Linked DNA regions of Mus musculus: region 2 is linked to region 1. Evidence: chromatin contacts called from public promoter capture Hi-C data. All regions are on one chromosome and are shown on one strand. The core of a region is the stretch at or near the end of the contact, and the rest is flanking DNA. Distances in the headings are between cores, read along the strand shown. Region 1 holds the start of 4933400F21Rik (RIKEN cDNA 4933400F21 gene). Region 2 holds the start of Col6a3 (collagen, type VI, alpha 3).

What was found. Promoter capture Hi-C pulls out the DNA fragments that hold promoters and counts their contacts.
Region 2: a contact with region 1 is called in a promoter capture Hi-C map of hippocampal neurons, with 5 times the contacts expected there. The contact joins the promoter of Col6a3 here to the promoter of 4933400F21Rik in region 1. A contact is called at or near these places in 1 of 39 promoter capture datasets (hippocampal neurons) and 1 of 9 other capture datasets (embryonic stem cells).

What each region holds. Positions count from the first base shown.
Region 1 is chr1:89,681,603-89,688,170 of GRCm38.p6, reverse strand. 4933400F21Rik (RIKEN cDNA 4933400F21 gene) reads left to right here and starts at 4,279. Exons shown (of 4, transcript NR_015540.1): 1 at 4,279-4,484. All of the region lies in intron 9 of Agap1 (ArfGAP with GTPase domain, ankyrin repeat and PH domain 1), which reads right to left.
Region 2 is chr1:90,841,587-90,848,154 of GRCm38.p6, reverse strand. It overlaps Col6a3 (collagen, type VI, alpha 3), which reads left to right and starts at 4,184. Exons shown (of 44, transcript NM_001243008.1): 1 at 4,184-4,409.

The DNA.
Region 1 (6,568 bases), core at 3,030-5,529:
AACTAGTAACCCACAGGAGAGCCACTAGAACACTGGCAGAGAAATGCATGGGATGTAACTGGTGTGCCTTGCCGGGTGTCGCACTTGCAAAGTGCACTTCGACATCCACTACTGTTCATTCGCTGTTTCAGGAACCAAGACCTCATGCCTGGAACAGGACTTACTGTGGTGTAGACGTCAGAGGATGGCAGCAGGGAGTACTTTGAGGAGAAGCTAGGTTTAATGGAGAATGAACAGGCCCTTGGTGTTCCCTCAGTGCCGAAACACGGCTCACCCTGCACCCAGAAGCCTGCTTGCTGGCCCCACCCTGCCACTGACTGTCTTAAAGCCACCTACCATGTCATTCCTGTGATCCACCTAAGCATCAGCTGCTCCGGGTCTCATCTCTTCGTCATGTAAGCTCAGAGGTATTGGTAATATGGGAATCAGCTGCCCTTTGCCCGGGCAAGAGGAGGAGAGTTACCTTCTCCTAGAATCTCTCCTCTCTCCTCCAGCTCTTAATACCTAACCATCCACCCACAGTATTTTTACAGATGACCACCTGCTTTCCTGTCCACAGGCTGTGCCCCTCCCCAGGGCCCAGCAGAGCTGGTGTGCACATGGTCTCTCCAGTCAGCAAAAAGAGAAGTCAGTATACTCTGTTCACTGCCAATTACAGAGATTAGCACTGACCCAGGAAAGGTAGCATGGTTATATATGATGAATGTTGTACATTCCTGAATGCTCATCAACTGGAATTAACTTTAAACACCTGTAATATGTAATTTATGGCACGTGTCACCCACTCTGAGGTCCTGGGAAATTCAACCATCAAGAGTTGAGGAAGCACTCACTCACAAAGTTTTAAAACATCATAAAAATGGCTGCCACTGACTCCTCCACTAAACAGTAAGGAAAAGTGGTGGTAAAATATTACAGACCAAACTGAGCCAGCCTGAGATTGGAATGAAAGGGGACATCTGTAAATGTCCACGTGGAGGATCACTGGCTGTGGGAAAGAGCCCAGCAGCCACAGACCAGGGGAGGTGCTTACAGATGACACAGCCATGAGGACACATCACCCAAAACATACCACAGATGACGAGAATCAGTAGCAGAGCAAACAACTCAAATTCCAAATGGGCACCAGACTGGAACAGAGACCCCACCAAAGAGCATGCAAAGGCGAGGAAGCCGGCCTTGGATGCTCAGCACTCTACACCACTGGGAATCCACACTTAAACAAGGCACAGCTGTGCAGCTGAGACAAGTGCCAGGTCTGAACCTGACAAGTGCTGACAAGAAAGCAGGACAACAGGAATCTGTGCCTTTGTGAGGGAAACTCAGGATAGTGCGGCCACTCTGGAACACAGTTTGACAGTTTCTTACAAAACTGAAACTCTTTCCCCATACAACCTGGCAGTCAGGCTCCTTGGTAGTCATGCAGATGTACTGAGAATGAAGAACCACAGAAAACTGTGGATGGAGACGCTGGAAATTTGCATTAATCACCACTGTCCAAATGTAGAACCCTAGAGGCCCTTCTACAAGGCACATGGACACTTGTGGCAGACTCTGACTACAGTGTGTTAACAAGCATTAAGGAGAAAAAGACATGCTCACTCCAACCATCTTAAGAGGTGAAAGAACTTTTAAGTAAGTGTGTGTTTGTGTGTGTGTGTGAATGCTGTGTGTCCTAGATTAATTTCTGAGGCTATGATTAAATGCTCTTAGAAAAAGGCAACTCACTGGATAAATGGGTTAATTTTGGCTCACAGTTCCACATTACAGTCCACCACTGTGGGAAAATCAGGACAAGAACGCCAAGCAGCTACTCACATTACATCTTGTCAAGAGCAGAGAGAAAGGAATCTTTCCTGCTTTCCTGCTTGCTTATGTGAATGGCTTCAGCTGTTATCCCTACCCAGGATTGCCTTCCTAGGGAATGATGCCACCCACAGTGGGCACACTTTCTTACACCAATCAACTTAAGACAAACTTCATACACATATCCACAGGCCAACCCAGTGTACACAATCCCTCACTAAACTCTTCCCACTTGACTTCAGGTTATGTCAGTTGAAAATGAAAGCTAACCAGCATAGCATCTTAAAAGGTGACTAGTAAGATCCCAACTATATGATACTGTGTTTTGCAAAAGGCAAATGACCAGTGGGACCTGGGAACGGAGGAGAGAGGACTGAATAGGTAGAAGGTTCCAGAACCTTTGAGGCATACCACATTGTAATTACTTGGAACGATGATACAGTGTTAGTGCATACTCTTGGTATATGTTTGTCCAAACCTATACAATGCACTATACCAGGAGTCAGCCCTCATGTGGAGTGGAGTCTGGACAATGTTGAGTCTTGTGTGACCACAATTTGTATGAAGTATATCATCAAGTGGGGACCCTGGTACTGGAAGCCCTGTGAGTATGTTCTCAGAATCTTCCCACCATAAGACATGTTTGGGAAATACTCACTAGGACAATGGTGACAGACCTTCCTCAACTTACTCAAAGAACCCCGCATCCTCCAAGACCACTTCTCTCAGAAAAAATTCTGAGCCCACAGAAGCCCATGAGATCCCACACTGGATTCTTCAGCCCATGATGGCTTCCTCCAAAACCTGCTGTTTGTCGAGGAAAGAACAAACTTTATCTGAAGTTTTTTTGGGTTACCAGACAGCTGACGGAATAATGTTATAGAAGGAAAACAGCAAATCATTCAGTCCAAAGCCTTCCTGCACCAGGCTTGCTTTGACCTGGGGAGGGACAGTGCCACTGTGGACAAACACAAGAGACTCTCGGAGATTACCACAGAGCAAAGAAAGCCTCAGCACGGTAAATACTTAAGTGGCCCTTTAAATATGACAGACTTACTGATAAGTACACTGAGAATCAAGGGCAGCCATGATGATTTTGGGTTAGCCCACCTACTGTCATGGGGACTCCTATATAGAGGCAAGTTCTTCCACATCTATATCTTCAGTGGTCCCAATCCATCTGTCTTCATGTTCTTTCTCTGTTTTAATCCCAATAGCCCTCCACTGGACCCTGTAGATGCCCCCCCCCAACCTGCAACAGCTCAAATCAAAGCATTCAGGTCTATTCTAGAATAAACATGGTGCATGCTCAATAGAAATGGCACCTTGGGAGCTTGTTCCTAGAGTTTGCAGCAGGAGTGACAGTTATTGGTAAGTCTTTGTCCAAGAAGGGTCTTCTAATATGGAGGAAGATTTTCTCTTCAATCAAGGATGCTGTCTGGGGAAGAAAACACACACAGTGTGCAAGGAACAGGGAGACACCCACCTAGATGGCCAGATAGACAAACTGACCCTGTCCATCAATGAGGTGACAGACATTGTAGTCACAGAGCCTTCACATCCAGATCACTAGTCTGAATGCTTTTGGTATTTTTTCCTGGGCTAGGGATGAGGTTTCACGTATCTTGGGACAATGGGCGATACCAGTGAGTACAGCCCCCCATCAGACCCACGATCACAACAGCAGCAGCCACCCCCAATCTGTTGTGTACCCTTGGGCTAGAGCCATTAAGTGCATTTCTGACTCACAGTATTTTCAATATACAATTGCCATCAAAGTTCAGTGCATAGGAGGGAGTCCCTATGTTCTTATTCTTGAGCTTGACTAAAGTGCCATGGAGCCTCCATTCGGAGGACACATTTGCCCTTGCAGACTGGGGTGACATTGTTGTCCACCATACTCAAGGCAGCAAAAGACAAGCTTCAACAGAGGGCATATGCTCCAGTTATCTGCAGAAATGACTGACGTGCCTCACTACCAAGACAAGGGCAGCTGGGCTGATTCTGTTGATTCCAGTAACTACCACAGCACAGGCTCTGCCTGCAGCCCATCATGGAACAAACAAGAATTTCAGTCATTGGAAAAGTCCTGGTGGCACGCCACCTCCAACCACCCAGAGTCTGGCTGTAGAAAAGAAGGCTACAGGAACGTTAGAAGACTTGGTCTCTGATTAGCCCCTGTGCCAGGCAGGAAGGCACAGTGGTCCTTAACACTGAGAATCAAAAATCTTGTGGGGAGGTGGACTTGAGGGTGGGGTCTGGGTCTAGAAGATGTGTCCCAAGGGGGTAGGACCCTTTGATCGTCTCAGACTGTAAAGCAGTGTCTCAGGTCTGTGGGATCTAGGAACACCAGAGGTAGCAGAAGTCAAACCCCCACACCCCCCACCGACAAAGCCCATCTTAGAATGTAGCGTATGCACTGTCTCCTTGGACACCTCTCTCTAAGCATTTTCTGCAAACCTTCTAGAACACAAACAACATGGGCTTCCCACTGAAAGCTTTAGGGCTACAGCACTGCCAATCCCAAGCTCTGTGGCTCTGAGAGTGCAGTCAATCTTCACTTCTTAAAGATGGCTATGAGGACAGACTCCCCCGTCCTAGGTTAAGCCTGGGGTCTGCTCTGGGAGCTCTGGATAGACCAGTGACAGGAGGATTACTACTGGATTCCTGACCTCAAGGTCTGCATACCGTGGTTGGGGTGGGGGTGGAGGTAAGGGTGGGGGTGGGGGACGGGGGTGGGGCTGGCATGGCATGGCCCTGGAACATGTCAGCAACACAGGTCAGCTACTTTGCTGTTCTGGGAACTCAGTCGCTGCCAGTGCCCAAGAAACACCCATTTCCCAGAAACCTGAGAACAACTAGCAAATACCCATCACAGGAATCTAAAGGTCAAGATCACTACCAACATTCTTCCTCCTTCCAAGGATCTGTAATAATTCTATCAGACCACCTTTCTGTACAAAAGCACCATTTCAGCAGGTTGTTTAGCAGTCTCAGTAAGCCCTCTAGAAAGTTCACTGCCACATAGAAACCTGCCGGGCTTACCTTCCTGGACCATGAGAAGCTTCCATCAGCAGATAAACCTTTGTGATAAACCTTGAAGTAGAGCTTAGGGCACAAGACATAATTCAGGACGATACTTGCCATGTATATTTCAGAGCACATGTAGGCTGGAGTCCATGTCCATGTCCCCTCTCCTCCCTTCAGGAACCATGTACGGCAAAGTAATATATGACAAAGTACCTCACACATGAAGAACTTTCAAAAGTCATTGATAAGGTTCATTAATGTATCAAAATGTCACCTAGTCATTGTGAGCCATTAAAAATTATTAGTACAAGTATTAGGAAAAATACTCATTAGAGTGCAGAAATATGCAGAGAAATACCAAGTATATACAGCCATCACCTTGGAGGTGCCCTGCCAGTCCTTGTCTCCTGTGTCAGACCTTCAGCCTAAACCCCGAATCCCAGCATGCACGTGATGATGGGTCTTGGTGGAGAACCAGATTCACGGAAACCCCTGAAAAAATAGTTAGCAATTCCAGGGGAAATACTAGAAATTATCTTCAAACATGAGATGCTTACAGAAGGCAAAAGCCCTATTTGTAACATCTCATGTTTACAACCGTGTCGTCCCAATCTGAAAACCCATGCATTTCCTCTCCTCTGCACTGGGAAGCTGTGCAAGCCATGATCATCAGAAGCCCAGGGCTGTACATGTCCCTTGCTTCTTGCATCCCTCAAGGCCAAGTGGGACTTCCTGCCGAACTCTCTTATTAAGTGGAGAGCCTTCTACGTTATCTGAAAACTGAAGGCAGTTGACCTAATAATGTATAGGAGCCAGCAGAACCAGGCAGTAAGATAATAAAGCCATCGCTTTGGTAGATGCTGGCCAAATCCTGACCTTTTATGCTCTGGTGCAACAAAAGGGTGAACTTAGGTAACTGCGCAGGAATTTCTGCTAAGGGCAGCATAGTTAGGCCTGTGGGCAAACAGTGATGAGAACGTTTAAGGGTGTGTGGAAACAGACAATAAGGATGGAGCTAAACACTAAACACAAGATGAAGAGCACCCCTTTCTTTCATGACGGACAACAAAATTCTAGCACCTCTGAGTAGCAGAGGCTGTATACTGTAGGACCTCCAGAGGCCGCATGTCAGTGAGGAACGTTCCAGCAGCCTGGGGTTTCTCATCAGAGGGCTGGGTGCTACAGGAATCTAACCCTCCAAGCTACCTCTGTCCCTGGCACGGTAAAGGCATTCAGATTAAGTATTTATTGCCTGGTATTGTTTACACTGACCAAGGTGCAGATCTATCTACCAGTTGAATAAGAGAATAGCTGTGTCAAACTGATAAAGGACTAATTAATGCTACCCACAGCCTTATTCTAAAAGAGAAATTGCTAAATGTAAACACTGGCTGCTGTTCTTTCCTGAAAATGAAGTATCATGTGGCCTGGGGAGGTATGCAGCTCAATGACAGAGAGCTTGTCTACCAGGCACGAGGCCCTGAGTTCAATCCCCAGTACTGGGACACATAGTATCTGAACACATAATGATATTTACATACACAGGTGGCATAGGGCAGTAAAATACCCAACTCAGTAGTTTAAAACACGTTTTCCCACGAGTCTCCCATATTACTTATTCTGCCATGTGTGTAGCAGCCCACAGGATGCCAAGAATGTCTTTCGCTAAAGGACAATTCTGTCTTTCACAGAAGCGGCACCAACATGTGTCTAAATCTCAATGTTCTTTCCT
Region 2 (6,568 bases), core at 2,935-5,434, 1.2 Mb before region 1:
CACCTGACTAGGAAGCTGCTCGGAAAGAAGTGTCTAGGTTTCATTATTGATGTGGGAAGGCCCACCCTGATCATCAGGGGTACCTTCTGCAATCAGTCCAGAAAAACTGGGATGGTAGACAGAAAACCATCTCTCCTTGTGCTTTTGTTGCCTTCATCCAGCTGCAGAGTCAACTCACCCTGTTGTTGATGCCACCGAGTCCTCTGCTGATAGCAGAACCAGTTTTCTTGTGAACTAGCAACTAGCGGCTCTCTAGGAACCTTGCTGGCTTTTGACACCTGATTAGGACTGCTGATGTACCAAGCTTCATGGACCAAGTAACAACTAATTGTCAGGTAACCTGTGAGAGGCAGGCATTGTGGGTCTGCTCTGACTGCTCAAGAACCCAGCCTCAAGCACAGAGTAACAACTACCATGTTCTCAGCCTCTCATGTGTAATTCTGCTGTTGGTACTGTTTTAAAGCTGACTTAATAAGCTCATGGGACAAATAAAATCGCCTAGGGACTTAGGAGTCCACCACATGAATTTTGAAAGGACACAGAGAAACATTCAGGCCAGAGAAGCTAAGGAGAGACAGAGCCCTCTGAAATGGCGACAGATGGAATGATTGTCTCGCCACCACTTTATACAGTGACTTCAGTGAGGGACCCACTGTCCTTGTCAGGTGCAAGTGATGCTGATCAAGATTCAGGTTCCATCTGCACTCAGGAGGTGAGATTAGACAGGGTCTCCCTTCACTGGAGGCCTTGCTAGTATTGTGGCTACTTCACCCATGGTATCTTTAGAATGTGCACCTCCTAGAATCTACAGACAGTGTCCCCAAAAAGAGTATGGGTGTAAACCAGTAGACACCTCCTTTACTATGGAGGACACTGGGAGGGGCGCCCAGAGCATCTGCTAAATGACACTGGTCTGTAGAAACAAGGCCAATCAGAGTGGTCACCAGTGTCCCGGGTTTACCTTTGTGCAGCAGTCCAGCGATCAGTAATGTGTCTGAGGTGCACCTAGGCCCCACCCAGCTCCTGAGCACAAGGGAGCCTTAGAGATGGGTCTACTAACTCCTTGTCAGGGAAGGCAACAGGGGTCTCCCCTGGAATCAAGTGGTAGAGTAGAATACCAAATATGGGTGGTTGGGAAAGAAAGACATAAGGGTGGAATCGCCTTCCCAGTACAAGGAAGATTTGTCACGGGGTGCCGCCAGGTTCCAGAAGGCTCTGCAGTCACATGTGAGGTGGGATGGGGGAATCTAGATCATGGTAACCATTACGTTATAAAGAGTTTAAGTCCTTGCTGTGCAAAGGCATTTTCTTCTTTGCTCCTCATCATAGCTGGCCTAGCACCCGTCTAATAATGAGCAAGGAAGTAGCTGTTTTGAAAAAGCACAGTTGCATTTGGACTTGACAGAGAGAACCACCGGTGGGACCCTGTGCAAAGTGCTGGTTCAGTTGATCTCAGTGGGGTGAGCTGCTCACAGTATTCAGCTGTCATTAAAAGTTGTCTATCTGTAGCAGAGGCAAGCCATGGGCTAGATGGTTCTCCCTAGTGCTAATCTTGAACTCCACACAAGGGAGAGGCAGCAAGCACCTTGGTGTTCTGTGAGGCCAGGACCCATGACTGCATGGTACAGAGAGGACTGGGGTGTGAGCATGTGACAAAGAGAATGCTGTCCCCCCCCCCATGTCACATGAAGAGCATGGTTTAATGCCTAGAACCTCTGCTCCAGTTTTTACTTAAAGGAGGTGGATGAGGAAACCCCCTCCCCACCCTCTGCCCATTCAGGTCTGCATGCCCATTGCCCACCTCACACCCAGCAAGTGCATTCTCAGCAGCAGAGCATTAGGAAGCCATGGAGATGTAGGGTTGAGATTCTCTCTGGGGTGTTGCCTTCCTGTCTCCCCTCTATCAGAAGGAGGTAACACATGGAAGGAGTTAGTGATCTCGCTTTCTGCACATGGCTTCGATGGGATCTCCTAGTAAAATACAGATAGCTCCCGATGTTTTGTGACATCTAACTTTTCATGTGAGCCACTGGATGGCTGAGTGGTGAGAAACGTAGGGGCTCTGACCCGAGTTCTGCTACTAACTCAGTGGGTATCATAACAGTGTCACCTGTCCTCTTGGGATGTGACTTTACTCACCTTCAAAACAGGAGCATAATTTCAAGTTACCTAAATTCTCATGGGGTCTGGAGAGATGGTGGAGTGGAGAGCACTCGGTATGCACTCGGTATGTCAGTATCAGGACCTGGGTTTGAATACCCAGCCCCCACTTAAGAAACTAGGTGTGGCCAAGTGTGCACCTGCAGCCTCAGCTGTGTGTGTGTGTGTGTGTGTGTGTGTGTGTGTGTGTGTGTGTGTGTGTGTGTGTGGCTGGATGGATAGAGACAGGATTGGATTGCCAAAGCTTGGCAGCTGACAGCTGAGCTCCAGGTTCAGTGAGAGGCCTGTCTCAAGGGAATAAAGTAGAGAAGGACACAGCAGGAACCCGTGTTCTTCTCTGGCACCCAAGTGTACCCCTCTTTCCAGTATGAAAGGGTTTCAGGTTGGGGAGGTCCTTGAGGTTTTTGAGAGATGTACTTTAAAGTGCTTTGAAAGGTACAAAGCTCTGTAGAAACCCGTGTTCCCACTGGAGAGTTTCTGTAGGAGTCTGAGCCAGAAAACCGCCCCCACCCCAGTGTGCGCCCAGAAGGAGACCTCACAATCAGGATCATTATGTATAGAACTCTTGCCCTCTTGCCTTTCGCGCTGGCAAACAGAACTCTGGTTAGCGGCAAGCCAAGGAGACGACGCTAATTGCTGGGTTTGATATTTGAAAAGAGAGATTATTAAGCGAGGTCTCAGTTCAGAAACTTCAAGAAGAAATGGGAGGGTGTGGTGAGGGTGGAGGGGGGGAGATTGCATTTCCTGTTTTTCTTTCTGATGGTGGTTGAAAACCATGGATACCCACGGAGAAATTCCAAAACTCATTCTTTTTCCTGCAGAGGCCTGGCCTAAAAGGTGATGGGTAGAAGTGGCAAATTCATTAATTTTTTTGTAGCTATTGAAGTGCATTTAAACTATTTAATTTTTTTTACTTTATGTGTATGAGTGCTTTGTCTGCATTTATGTCTGTATACCGTATGTGCCTTGTGGGCTTGGAGGTCTGATGGGGGTGTCAGATCCCCTGGACCTAGATGGTTGTGAGCTCCCATGTGGGTACTGGGAACTGAACCTAGGTCCTCTGCAAGAGCAGCCACTGAGCCATCTCTTCAGCCCCTCCATCTTTCTCCTCTCCTCTCCTCTCCTCTCCTCTCCTCTCCTCTCCTCTCCTCTCCTCTCCTCGCTTCTCCTCTCCTCTTCTCTGTTCTTCTTTCCCTTCCTCTCTCCTTCTCTCCCTCCTTCCCTTCCTTCTTTCTTGTTGAGATAGGTTCTCTCTGTCTTTATTTGGTACTTACTGATTCAGCTAAATTCACTGACAGTAAGACCCAGGGATCTGCCTTTCTCTGCCTTCCCAGTGATGGTTTGACACCACATTGGCTTTTTCTTTTTTTAAATTTCTAATGTGTATTTTGGGGACAGACCTCAGGTCCTCTTGCTCAGGCATTAAACATTTTATGGCCTCTGGCAGTCAGTCTGTGGGTTGTGACCCTGATGGGGGTCGAATATCCAATTCATAACATTATGATTCGTGACAGTAGCAAAATTGCAGGTATGAAGTGGCAATGAAGTAATTTTATGGTTGGGGGTCAGCACAGCATGCATTAAAGAGTCGCAGCCCTAGAAAGGTCAAGAACCATGGGGCTAAAGCTGTTTCCCCGACTCTTTCGGGTCTCATCTTTACCACACTTTAGTCTTACCTCAGTAACCAATGACTGAAAAATCTAATTCCTTCTAGCTCATGGTCCATTTCCTCCCCCCACCCCCCTTCTTAGAGCTGGAGTTTGCAGGAGTCCAGCTAAATGCTTGTAAGGCAAAGACGGCCTTCATAGGTGACATCAGCTTGCAGAGCAGGCCAGAAGCAACAGAGCCCCAGGTCTGGTTTTCATTTACAGTTTGGGTCTGTCCTATGGCAGGGAGGGGAGAAGAGGGGTTTGGAGGAAGGAAGGAGAAGGAGGAGGAGAAGAAGGCAGGGGAGGAGGGAGAGAGAGGCGGGAGCGAGAGGAGGAGCAGGAGGAAGCCCTGACTGTACCCCTGGACCCTGTCCAGTTTGGAGTTCAGCCTTTCCCCAAAGGCTGCTCAGTTCTCTAGGCTCCAGCTTCCAGCGAGGATTGCAAGAGGAGACTGTGTCTTCTGATCCTGGATCCTCTGTTCCTTGGTGGAGAAGGGTTGCAGGAAGAAAAGGAGACTTAGCAAGAGAGAACACTATGCATCCTGGTGAAGCGTGATTGAGTTTAGAAGCCCAGGGACACGCGTCTTCAGGTCCGCTCAGGGTAAGTGTGAGTTTTTGCTTATTCGTTTCCTCTGTGGCATGAGGGAAACACTTCAATCAGAAGTGAGTTAGTGGCTCTTACGATCACCCCGTCACTCAGTTTTCTGGACATACTTTAGGAGTCTGCTGCTCTTTCTTTCCTTTGTGGCACAAGGGTTTCTTTAACCTGCTGAAGGTCACGGATTGTCCGATTGTGTCTAGGTTTGCTGCTGCGGGGAGTGTCCTGTGTGTCCCTGCCTGCATGCTATGCACTTCTGACTGGTGCTCTCCTCCAGCTGGCTTGTTAAAAGTCGCTTCTCCTTCCCCAGACCAGCTGCTTTGTTTGCAGAGGCATCTGATGGGAGCATAGGGCAACCTGCAGAGTGGACCCCAGAGAGAGCTCATCTCTTTGGGTTCTCCAAGGGTCATGGGTAGGGGTATACTCTTAAGTGCAGAGAGGCTGGTCAGGCAAACTGCTGTCTTCCGAGTTTGGAGAGATACTGGTGCCAGTTGCAGGGCTGGGCCGGAGCTGCTTAGCCATGGCCATCAAGGCTGCTGCTTCATCATTTTAGGTATCTGAAGTCACTGTTGTAGGATTTGTCCTTTGAGGATGCTTAAGGGAACTGCAGGCCTAAAGCATGCGCAATGTGATACTAGAGCAACTTCCCCAGTGGATAAGGCAAAGCTCGGGACTGGGCTGCCGTGGGTTGTCCAGATGAGAGGCCTGTGCCAAGTTGGGAGGCCCAAGGGCTATTCCCTGGCCATGAGGATGCTGGGTGGGGTTCAGGCCCTCTCTCACTGAGGATGGAAGAGAGTTCCTGGATGGTTGCCAGCCCATTTGGGGATCTATTTCAAGCTACCATGGGATCAATGCAAGGGTGGGGCCAATGGGAAGGGTTCATTGGAGTACTGGAGAAAGGCTAAGAAAAATGAATTTCACAAAAGCCCAGGCAAACTTAGGGACTGGTGTGGACTTCAAGAACAAGTTGTATGAGCACCAGTGGGCACACTACACCCTAGAGAAGTCATTTCTCTCCCTACCCCGAGCTGACTCCAGATGAAAACCCCAGAGTCTCAGAGCTTCAAGGGGATTCATGGGACCTGAGGACAGTTCCCAGCTTCCCAGAGCAAGCTGAAATGTGGAAAAGACTTTAAAATAAAAATCATATTGCTTTTAACAAAAACAATATGGGACCAACTGATTGCTGTAGCTTCCACTACTGGGACTTTTTGACTTCTTTCCTGGGTGATTCTGGGCTAGAAGATTCCAGTGCTGTCATCCTTGGCTTATGGGTGAAGAGAGAGAAGCTCTGAGATGCTGGACTACTGGCCGGGCCCACCTGAGTGTCTGACTTTCAGTAGCATCCTTTCCCATTGATGGAGCCATGGAGTTGATGAGCCAGCAGTAGGGGACCCTTTAGATCTCCATGTGGGATGGGCTGACAGACTGATCCCCTCTGAGGAGACTGTTCATCTGTTACAATCTGTTCAAAGCCATAGGACACTTGACTCAGTTTTCACAAAGGTACACAACTCATGGGGAATGAAGGGAGGCCCACGCGGGATTCCACTCAGGAGGCCAGCTTGATGGCACAGAGGGCTTACAGTAATAGCCTGAATTTTGTGCTGTGGGTTTCTGCTGAGGCTGAAGGAATGGGGTGTAGAACTTCTTTGAGAGAGATTTATGATTGGGGACAGTGGTCCAATGTCTGGGCATCTTTCATCAAGCAAAACTTTACATTGTCACAAAGGGAATATTCTCTCTCTCTCTCTCTCTCTCTCTCTCTCTCTCTCTCTCTCTCTCAGCAGAGGAAAGGCATTCAGCTGACACTGGGTGGGGAAGATGGTCAGGATGGGTGACAGAGAATGGTTCTCCTGGATTTTTTCAGTCTGGGAACTAGAGGGTGTGGCCCCAGTGCCTTCCTTGAGGGTGACTGAGGTATCCTTTGGCCTAAGAGCGTATCTTACCTTGGAGGTGTGTACCACACCCCGTTCTGGTGGAGACCGTCAAGCTTGGGAACCTAATGATGTATCTGAGACAAGATAAGCATGGTTCAGATCGAGAACTGTCTGTGTCTCTGCACTGTGCTGTATCCTATGATAACTGCAATTCTGTGACTTCAGACAGTACAATCTACAATGTATCAATGACCACAGAGTACAGAAAGTTCCTCTATTCAC